Regions from separate parts of the Sus scrofa genome. Here all the other regions are linked to region 3. Evidence: chromatin contacts called from public Hi-C and HiChIP or PLAC-seq data. All regions are on one chromosome and are shown on one strand. The core of a region is the stretch at or near the end of the contact, and the rest is flanking DNA. Distances in the headings are between cores, read along the strand shown. Region 1 has its middle 81 kb from the start of RGMA. Region 2 has its middle 100 kb from the start of RGMA. Region 3 holds the start of RGMA (repulsive guidance molecule A).

What was found. A called contact is a pair of places that touch in the nucleus more often than the background predicts. HiChIP or PLAC-seq counts read pairs in DNA pulled down with a chosen protein or histone mark.
Region 1: a contact with region 3 is called in a Hi-C map of skeletal muscle, with 4 times the contacts expected there. The contact joins the enhancer-like site here to the promoter of RGMA in region 3. A contact is called at or near these places in 2 of 47 Hi-C or Micro-C datasets (psoas muscle and skeletal muscle) and 1 of 2 datasets of contacts at active chromatin or transcription factors (skeletal muscle).
Region 2: an H3K27ac HiChIP or PLAC-seq map of skeletal muscle shows a contact between it and region 3, with 5 times the contacts expected there. The contact joins the enhancer-like site here to the promoter of RGMA in region 3. A contact is called at or near these places in 1 of 5 promoter capture datasets (fetal skeletal muscle), 4 of 47 Hi-C or Micro-C datasets (heart right ventricle, omental adipose tissue, psoas muscle and 1 more) and 1 of 2 datasets of contacts at active chromatin or transcription factors (skeletal muscle).

What each region holds. Positions count from the first base shown.
Region 1 is chr7:85,839,245-85,842,397 of Sscrofa11.1, reverse strand. No RefSeq gene overlaps it. Among named protein-coding and RNA genes, the nearest start is that of RGMA, 81 kb to the left of the region's middle. Within about 2 kb of position 1,822, at least 9 of the 83 cell types and tissues checked have an H3K27ac peak or open chromatin away from gene starts, as enhancers often do. A contact at or near this core is called in skeletal muscle, where this site is marked.
Region 2 is chr7:85,817,872-85,820,805 of Sscrofa11.1, reverse strand. No RefSeq gene overlaps it. Among named protein-coding and RNA genes, the nearest start is that of RGMA, 100 kb to the left of the region's middle. Within about 2 kb of position 1,270, at least 3 of the 83 cell types and tissues checked have an H3K27ac peak or open chromatin away from gene starts, as enhancers often do. A contact at or near this core is called in skeletal muscle, where this site is marked.
Region 3 is chr7:85,920,104-85,923,051 of Sscrofa11.1, reverse strand. RGMA (repulsive guidance molecule A) reads right to left here and starts at 1,528. Exons shown (of 4, transcript XM_001924865.4): 1 at 1,152-1,528. The coding sequence starts at 1,165.

The DNA.
Region 1 (3,153 bases), core at 573-3,072, 81 kb after region 3:
ACGTTTTTACTTCACTTGAGTAAATATCTGGGAGCAGGATTGTTGGGTTGGATGCTAAATATGCTTAACTTTACAAGAAACTGCCAAATTTTCCAAAGTGGCTGAAACATTTTGCATTCCTGTCAACAGTGTGTGAAAGTTCTGGTGGCTTCTTTTCCTCCCTAATACTTGATATTGTCAGTTTTAAATTTAAAAATTTAATTTAAGCTCTTCTAATAGGTGAGAAATGGTATCTCATTGTAGTTTTAACTAGCATTTCCCTAATGGCTGATGATGTTGGCTATCTTTTCATATGTGCATTTGCAATCCCTATGCCTTCTTTGGTGAAGTGTCTGTTTAAATTTTTTGCCCATTTTTTTTTAAAAAGCATTGTTTGTTTTCTTATTATCGAGTTTTAAGAGTGTTAAAAATATATATATTCTGATAGAAGTCAGATACGTGATTTGCAAATATTTTCCCCCAACCTGTCTTTGCTGTGACAGGTATTATTTCCATTGAGACCCATTGGCTAGAATTAGTCTCATGGTCACATGCAGTCCCCAGGGAGCTGAGAAATGCACTTCTGCCCAGTGCCTGGAAAAGCAGAGAACTGGAGATATCTGGTAAACAGCACGAAAGACCACCCCCCACACTGCTCATACTAAAATACTTCCCCTCTAGCACTTGATAGAAAATGTTTGCTGAACCTGATCATATAGAATGGTTTTTCTGGACTGCAAGGGGTTCCATAATATTCTATATAGGTGAGTGTTGTAACATTCACGTGCTTATGTTGTTCAACTGCATTGTTCCTAGACTTTTCCTCATTAAACTGTGCAACAATATAGATCCTTGTATGCTTGTCACAAAGATAAGCATTGATTATTTCCTTAGAGTCTTAGAAGTGGAATTGCTGGGTCAAAGAAGGAATGCATTTTGCAGGGTTTGACTCAGCAATTCCACTTCTAAGACTCTAAGGAAATAATCAATACTTATCTTTGTGGCAAGCATACAAGGATCTATATAGGTCTGCACCCATGGCCTGTGGAGGTTCCCAGGCTAGGGGGTGAATTGGAGCTGCAGTTGCTGGCTTACACCACAGCCACAGCAATGCCAGATCCGAGCTGCATCTGCAGCCTACAGCACAGCTCACAGCAACTCCAGATCCTTAACCCACTGAGCGAGGCTAGGGATTGAACCTGCATCCTCATGGATGCTGGTCAGATTCATTTCCGCTGAGCCATGATGGGGACTCCTCCTTATTATCATTTTAATTTGCCTTTTAAAAATTATAAATGAAGCAATACATAATTTTGTATGTGTTTAAACTATTTGCAGCTTTTCTTTTTTAATTGGTTTCTTTAAGTTCTTTATCCGTTTTCTGTGGGACAATTTTTAATTCTTTTTAAAAAACAATTTTTACTTATTTATTTGTTTTTTCTTTTTGGCTACCCTGCTGCATGTGGAGCTCCTGGGCCAGAGATCAGGTCCGAGCCACAATTTTGACCTATGCCACAGCCATAGCAATGCTGGATCCTTAACCCACTGTGCTGGGCTGGGGATCAAACCTATGTCCCAGAGCTCCAGAGACATTGCCCACAGTGAAACTCCACAATTTTTAATCTTTATTCAGCATCCAGCAGTGCCCTGGACAAGTGGCTGAAAAGTTATTTGCAAGGCTGAATTAAACCCAGTCCAGCCATTCTTCAGGGGAGCCATCCAGCTGCATTCTCTGACTCAAGGCAGATTGAGTCACTTTCTTCCACGCTGTTAATCTCTGCTGTGATTTTAAGAGACTCTTCTCTTCAGCCAGTGGATGGACATCTGCTGTGCAGGGAGACACAGCCCCACTGGCCTTATCGGCCAAGCCTTTGGCTTCAAAGTACGTAAGTACTGCTAAGAAAGTACGGACTTTCAGATGTGTTGCAAAAAAGTATTCTGGCTTGGGATCATGAGCAATTTCTTGGCTCCCAACCAGACCCAACTTCTAATAGTGGCAGACATGTGGAGGAATGTGGGGAGGATTCTGAGAAAACCACGTGGCTCTGAGAAGCTTAGGATATTTTCCCATGTGTTAGAAATGCAATCAAACCCATGTTTTCAGAAGTGGAGCTACAGATGGGGGTTAGGATGAGGGTCTCATGGCATCGCCGAAGACTCTACAGTTCTCTCAGGAGTCAGAGGTGATTAGTGGGTTGAGGGAAGAAGCCAAGTGTCCTTGAGCCAGCCTGGCCCAGCCGTAGCCAGACCACCCTGATCCTGGGGAAGCCAGGATCACTGAATCGACTCCTGTGCAGGCTCCGATCCTTAGGAGACCTTAGATTCATTTCTTTTGATGCTCCCTGTGGTTAAGGCCGGGTGTGGGTAGAAGAAGACCTGTTCTGACATGAATCCTTGACACCACTGATTTCTGGAATTCAATTAAAAAATTTTTCCAGGCAAAATATCCACCTTTGTTTTGAGTTCTCTCTCCATCCATACCGTTGTCACCTGCAATGCTATTACTCTGAGAGAACAGATTCTAATGGGTCTCTGACACCAATTTGCAGCTTTATTCTAATTCCCTCGGGTCTGGAGACATGGAGGTAGGAGGAAGGAAAGCACCACCTTTGCTTTCAAGGAGCTCATGGTCAGGTAGAAGGACCACTGATAAACCAATGGTTCCAGTACAGAGGGAGAGGAAGCTGGAGATTTTTTTTTTCTTTTGCCTTTTGAGGGCTGCACCCACGGCACATGGAGATTCCCAGGCTAGGGGTCTCATCGGAGCTATAGCTGCCAACCTATACCACAGCCACGGCAACACCAGATCTGAGCTGCGTTTGCCATCTAAACCACAGCTCATGGCAACACTGGATCCTTAACCCGCTAAGCGAGGCCAGGTATTGAACCTACAACCTCATGGTTCCTAGTCGGATTCATTTCTGCTGCATCATGATGGGAACTCCAGAATTTGAAGATTTATGTCCACATTGTTCTGGGATCATTTGGAGGGAGTGGACTCGAGGATGGTAGTCAGAGAAGGCTTCCCAGGAAAGGGAATTCCTGAGTTGAATTTTGCAAAAGAGTAACCAGCCAAGGAAGGAACCGTAGGTGGGTGGGTGCAAACTTTCTGTTACCCAGCAATCAGGTCACCCAGGCAGTTCACAGATGATGACAGGGCAGGCATTGCCCTTC
Region 2 (2,934 bases), core at 21-2,520, 100 kb after region 3:
GAACAGAAATGGGGAGTTTTGAAAGTAGGACTGACCACTCTGGAGACTTTTTTTTTGGTCTTTTCTAGGACTGTACCCATGGCAAATGGAAGTCCCCAGGCTAGGGGTTGAATCGGATCTGCAGCTACTGGTCTACACCACAACCATAGCAACACCAGATCCAAATTGCATCTGTAACCTATACTACAGTTTGTGGCAATGCTGGATCCTTAACCCACTGAGCAAGGCCAGGTATTGAACCCGAGTCCTCGTAGATGCTAATTGGGTTCATTACTGCTGAGCCACAATGGGAACTCCCAGCTCTGGGGATTTTTTAAACACAAAGAGCAAAGGCATAAACTCCTCATGAGGACTGAGACGTGGAGCACGTGAGGCTTGGCAGCTCCCTTTCAATCCCTGGTCCTCAGTGTTGGTGTTGAACTGAAGAGGCTGGGCTTCTAAGGGACTTTTCCAACTGTGGGAGCCCAAAGCCACAATGGTGGAGGGGGTAGCTGAGTGGGTAGAAGTCCAGGATTTGCCTCAGCCTATGCTCCCTAGAGCTCCCAACTCTATCTGCTTTATATTGAGGTCTCTTTTAAGATTTTCGATTAGAAAAAATGTCTTCTGCTGCCAAGAAGTTTGAAAATCTCCAAACTAGATGACCCTACAGTTCTAAAAAGCCATTTAAGTTTGTGAACTAAGGCCAGGGGGAGGAGGAACAGTCCAGAACATGGGGTTGAGTGGATTAGAAGGACCATCCAGAGTGGACATTTTAGAACTTATTTTATTCTGAGGGCTGACCCTTTGGGTTGTGGCAGTAGCTCCCAATTTTCATCTCAGAATCAGTGTACTGCCCAAGTCAACTCAGAGTGACCTCCAGGAAAATTCTGGCCGCGTTCCCATCAGTTTCTTATATTACGTGCACTGGGGGAAGACCCTCCCTTCCCAGGACCCGGAAGCCCAGAGAAATCATGGAGGTTCCTACGCTCAAACTTTGGTCATGTCTTGCTGTTTGAAAGTTTTCAACAATAGGGTATGTTTAACCTTCTTTCAGCCTCCTTTCAAGCTGGGAATTTAAGGTGTTTTCTGAATGCTGAGCAAACAAAGCTTGGGCTAACTTGCTGCTTTGATCTCTGAGAATTCATAGGAGCAAGAAGGGAGGAGATGGGCCAGGGGCCCTGGAGGAATTAACTGTGAAAACCTGGCCAGGCTTTGTTGGATAGGGAAGCTGGGGTGGGGTGTCGGGTGTCTGGGGAACAGATGTGAGCCTGATTTGATCTTCTGCAGCTGCAGACAGAGGTTTGCCAGAGGTGACTGCGAGTTCCCACAGCGGCCGTAAGTCCTCTCTGTGTAGCCCACCAGTGAGTGGTCTCTCCTCCCACCGGAGCTGGAGTTAGCACAGGGCTTTTGCAATTTGATTCCAGCGACTATGTAACAGATTGGAGAGAGAAAAGGTTTCTTCTGAGAAGCCAGGGATTTGATGGGTTTTATCTCTGTGTTATTACATTCATTTCTAAACATTCCAGAGAGGTGATGGAGGGACAAAACCAGCCTTCCTCAGTAACCTTTTACTGCTTTGTGATCTCAGTTAAAATGATGGGCAGGGCAAGGTGGGGTTGGGTCAGAAAAGGAGCAACTTCCTCCAGAGCAGCATGTCCCTGAGGTTTTTTTTTGTTTTTGGTGCGGAATGCTTGTCCCAAGAAAAATGTTCCGAAAGGTTCATGATCCAACAGGTTTGGGACATTCTGCATGTTGTGTTTTCCTCTGGATTTTTATAACACACATTTGAACACTAGAGGCTCTGAAATGTCCTTTAGTCAAGAGTAAGTCGTCTTTGACTTTGTTGAACAGAAAACTTCTCAAACTTACTTGACCAGGAAAGCATCACCTTTTTTGTTGGGGCAGGAGCACCACTTAATACCAAGTGGTTCAACCGCCAGGAAAGGCTGGTCTGCAGGTTGGGGAAATAGAGCATTCTGCGTGGTGCCCACAGAGTGGGGGTTCCTGAAGCTTCTCCTTTGGTCCTTGGTGGCATCAACCACCTGGGAGTTCTTCCTAGGGAACCCACTCCTCTGCATTATTCTAGTTAGAGTTGCTCTGCTTTTGATTTCAATTTGGAGAGAAACATCTATTAGCTGAAACATGGTTGAGTCAAATTCCCACAGAGAGGAAAACATTTCAGAACTTTAGAATGAGTCCATTTCTAATCTGCAGCTCCATATTTCTTCCTAGAGAAAGAGCCAGAAGTGGTGAGAATGTGGCATCTCCTGGCCACAGTAAATGAGTCAGGAATGGGCAGTTGATCCATTAACCAATCAAGCCTCAATAAATCTTATCTTGGGACTTTGGGTTGAGCCACTTTTAAGCAAGTACTGTCTTTTCTACGGCACTTGTGAAGGTGGGAGCCTGTTGAGATCCAACCAAGGTGCATGAGGGAGACCCTGATAAAGGAAACAGCCGAGAGATGGAGACAGATTGGATTTTGTTGAGTCATTTGGGGACTTGGATCCAACCAAGCCTGAAGTCTGTGCTATTGGTGATGCCACTCTGAGTGGAGTTTTCTGCTATTTGAAACTTGAAGTGTCTTTACCAATACAGTCCTCATCAGAGAACGTCTCTTGGACTAAACTTTTCAGATGACAAGAATTTTTTCTTTTTTAAAAAAATTCAAAAAATGTTTAAGGTGTACAGCAAAGTGGTTCAGTTATACATATACACATCTATTCTTTTTCAGATTCTTTTCCATTCTAGGTTATTACAAGATATTAAATAGAGTTTCCTGTGCTATACATAGGTCCTTGGTTTTTTATCTACTTTATAGGTGGTAGTGTATATCTCTTAATCCCAAATTTCTAATTTATCCCTCCCTCACCTCCTTTCCCCTTTAGTTACCTTGAGTTTTTTCCTGTCAGTCTATTTCTGTTTTGTAAATAAGTTCATTTGTATCATTTTTTA
Region 3 (2,948 bases), core at 279-2,778:
ACCTGCAATTCTGACCCTTGAGCTTGGCGTGAGAGCTGGGGGCGTCGCGGCGCTCCAGCTCAGCCGGACTGTAGCTACGGTGAAAACTTCTAGCCCCAGGCAGCCAAGTGCCTGCCTCCCCACCTCGAGCCGGAGTCTCCTACTTTGAGAACACCCAACTTCGTGGCCTAAAAGAAACGCTCAATGTATCATTTCCGCTAGATGGCGCGATTTCCCCTAATCGGTCCTCAAGACACCCGATTTATAAAATAAATACATTCCAACGCCTTCCGAAACCACACTACATAATAGCAGCTCGCAGGCGCCCATTAAAAAAAAAATCTCAATTTAGGGATATTGATTCTACCTCCGAGCAAATCTAATGCAATTACATTAACAGGATGCAATCAAGAATTGCACACTAGTGTCCCCATCAGTCCTCCCCCCAAATACACCTGTCCCACTGCCCCAGCTTGTTCCTGGGATGAGCCACTGCTTGAGCCAGGCACGTAACTGTTGCTGTGCCCAGCCCTCTGGGCCCACCTGTTCACTTAGAAACGCCAGGGCCACTCGCGACTCCTATCCCTTAAGCACTCAACACAAGTCCCTCACTTTCCTGCGCACCTGCGCTCCCAGGCAAAGGACCATTGGAGACCCAAGCCCAAACAGTGCGCAGCGCCGATGCCCCCGGGGCAAGCCCTAGAGCAGCGGCTCTGCAGCTGGCTAGGCAGTTGGGCCAGAAGCTGGAGGAGAGGGCCCGGGAGAGTCGGGCCAATGCGGGTTCACAGCGGCACAGCCCGGTGGCTCTCCCTGTCCCAGGCTCCGCGGGCTGGACGTAGCGACCGCCCAATGAGGAGGTGGCCGCGGGAGAAAGAGAGCTCCCAGCACGCGCACAGTGGTACACACATTCGCCGGGTCTGCCCAACCACGAGCGCTGCAGGCTGCCCGGGGAGAGCATTTTAGGAAAAAAGAGCAAATACCAAACCACAAAAACTTTGCTGCTGCCAAGAGCTAAAGCGATCAGGCTTAGCAAAGCTCAAATCTGGGCAAGATGGGAGCAAGATGAGACGCGGGGTTGGGGAAGACCAAAGCCGTGCCGTAGCCCGGGCAAGTGGTGGCGGCGCCTCAGGGATGTCAGAGCCGGGTCCGCCCCGCTCCTGGCCCGCGCTTACCTTGGCGGCTGCATGAGCCCCTGCAGCCCTCGGGGGGGTGGCGCTGACAGGGCTGCGGGCGAAGAGGGGTTGCCGGGGCGCCGCTGTTCGGCCCCGGGGCAAAGTGGGAGGGGCTCGGCAGGCGCTGGTCCCCGCCGCCCCGGCCGGCTCAGCAGCGGCCCGGGGCGCGCCGCCTGCTCCCGGGCTGCATGCCTGCGAGCGCCTGGAGGAGCCGGCCCGGGAGCGAACGGCTAGTGCTTACCCAGCCAAAGGCTCGGGCTGCGCAGCCCGCGCTCGAGAGACAACTGCAGAGTCGGGCGGCTCGGGCCAGCCCCCTCCCTCGCCCGGCCCCCGCCCGCAACCGCCGCCAAGCGCGGCGTCTCGAGGTTCTTTTGCGCGCGGAGGGGAGGGGGCGGGCCAGGCGCCCGGGGCGCAGGCGGGGGGCGAAACGGGCGGGGCCAGCCGGGCGCGGGCGGGAGCGGAGACGTGGGGTGCCGACTCGGATTGCCCCGCCCCGCCGCGGCCGCACCTTCCCGCATCAGCACCCGCTAAGGCGGTTGGGGTCGGGAGCTGCTCACGCTGCCAAGTCTAGACTTCCCTAAACATGCGGGTTAGGGGGGCGCGAGCCGCAAGTGCCATGACCCTCGAGGCGCCTCCAACTTTCCTAATCATCCGCTGCGAAGCCCTGGAGAGCACGTTTCCATCATCAGTTCCATGGGTAGGGCGAGATATTCTGAGGTTTCTGGAATAGACAGTCACATCCAGGAGAAAAGCTGCTACTCTCTGCAGAGACGCACCTTTGTTGTTCTGAGATGTTTGCTTAATCTTCTTTTTAAAAATTAACACATATGTATTAAATATGTAAATGAGGAATACGTCCTTGTGTACAATTTTTATACAGCCCAGGCATATCTAGAGTAAGAAGACCGTATAACATCCCCCTTCCCATATCAGCCCCTCCCCAGAGGTAACCTCGGGTCAGAGTGTGCTCCGCCGCGAGTCTTTCCTGTCCCTGCGCGGCGCTTTTACGCTCACACGCACGGATTGTAAGTGGATTCTCTTCTCCAAAGAATGTTTCACCATGCAGCGCATGCACACACTGGCGAGAACACTTCGGTTGCGATAAATTCCCCAGAGGCTTCCGGGAGTCCAGGGAAAGATTCTTGCCGTGAAACAGCAAAGAGCCACCCAATCGCCCTGTGCAGAGCTGAAACCCCAGCTGGAGCTTGCAGTCAGCCTGAACACACAGCTCACGCCCAAATTAGCATTGCTCGGTTAGAGAAATTTGCCAGTGCGTTTCAGACAGGGTTATGGCCTTCGCATTCTTACAGAAAACAAGCTGTCATGGATTTTGATGAGAACTCTTTGGATTTGCAAAATAAAAAGGTATCATCTACATTAAAACACGATCATTATTTATGCTTGTGGTCTTGAGAGATGTGGTTTCAACTCAATATTCTGTGTTTTATTGGTACTGAGATAATCTATAGCTGGGATATAAATACAATCCATGTGATTTCGCAGGAAGAGATCAGGTATTGGAATTGCTGGTTTCTATAATTAGCTCTGACCTTGGGCAAGCCTTTTAGCTCTCTTGGGCCCCAGTTTCCTCATAGAGAGAGAGAGGAGAGAGAGAGAGAGAATGTCCAGCCCTAATAATTGGTGAACGACAGATTTCTTCCCTTATCAAATTTTTCAACTCAACTCTAACCTCCTTAGGGAATGGCTCTCCCAGCGTTGCATTCTTTCTTCCTAACACTGATCTCACTTTGCAATTATGCACTGGTTAGCGTGACCCTTCTGTAGGTGCGGGCCTCT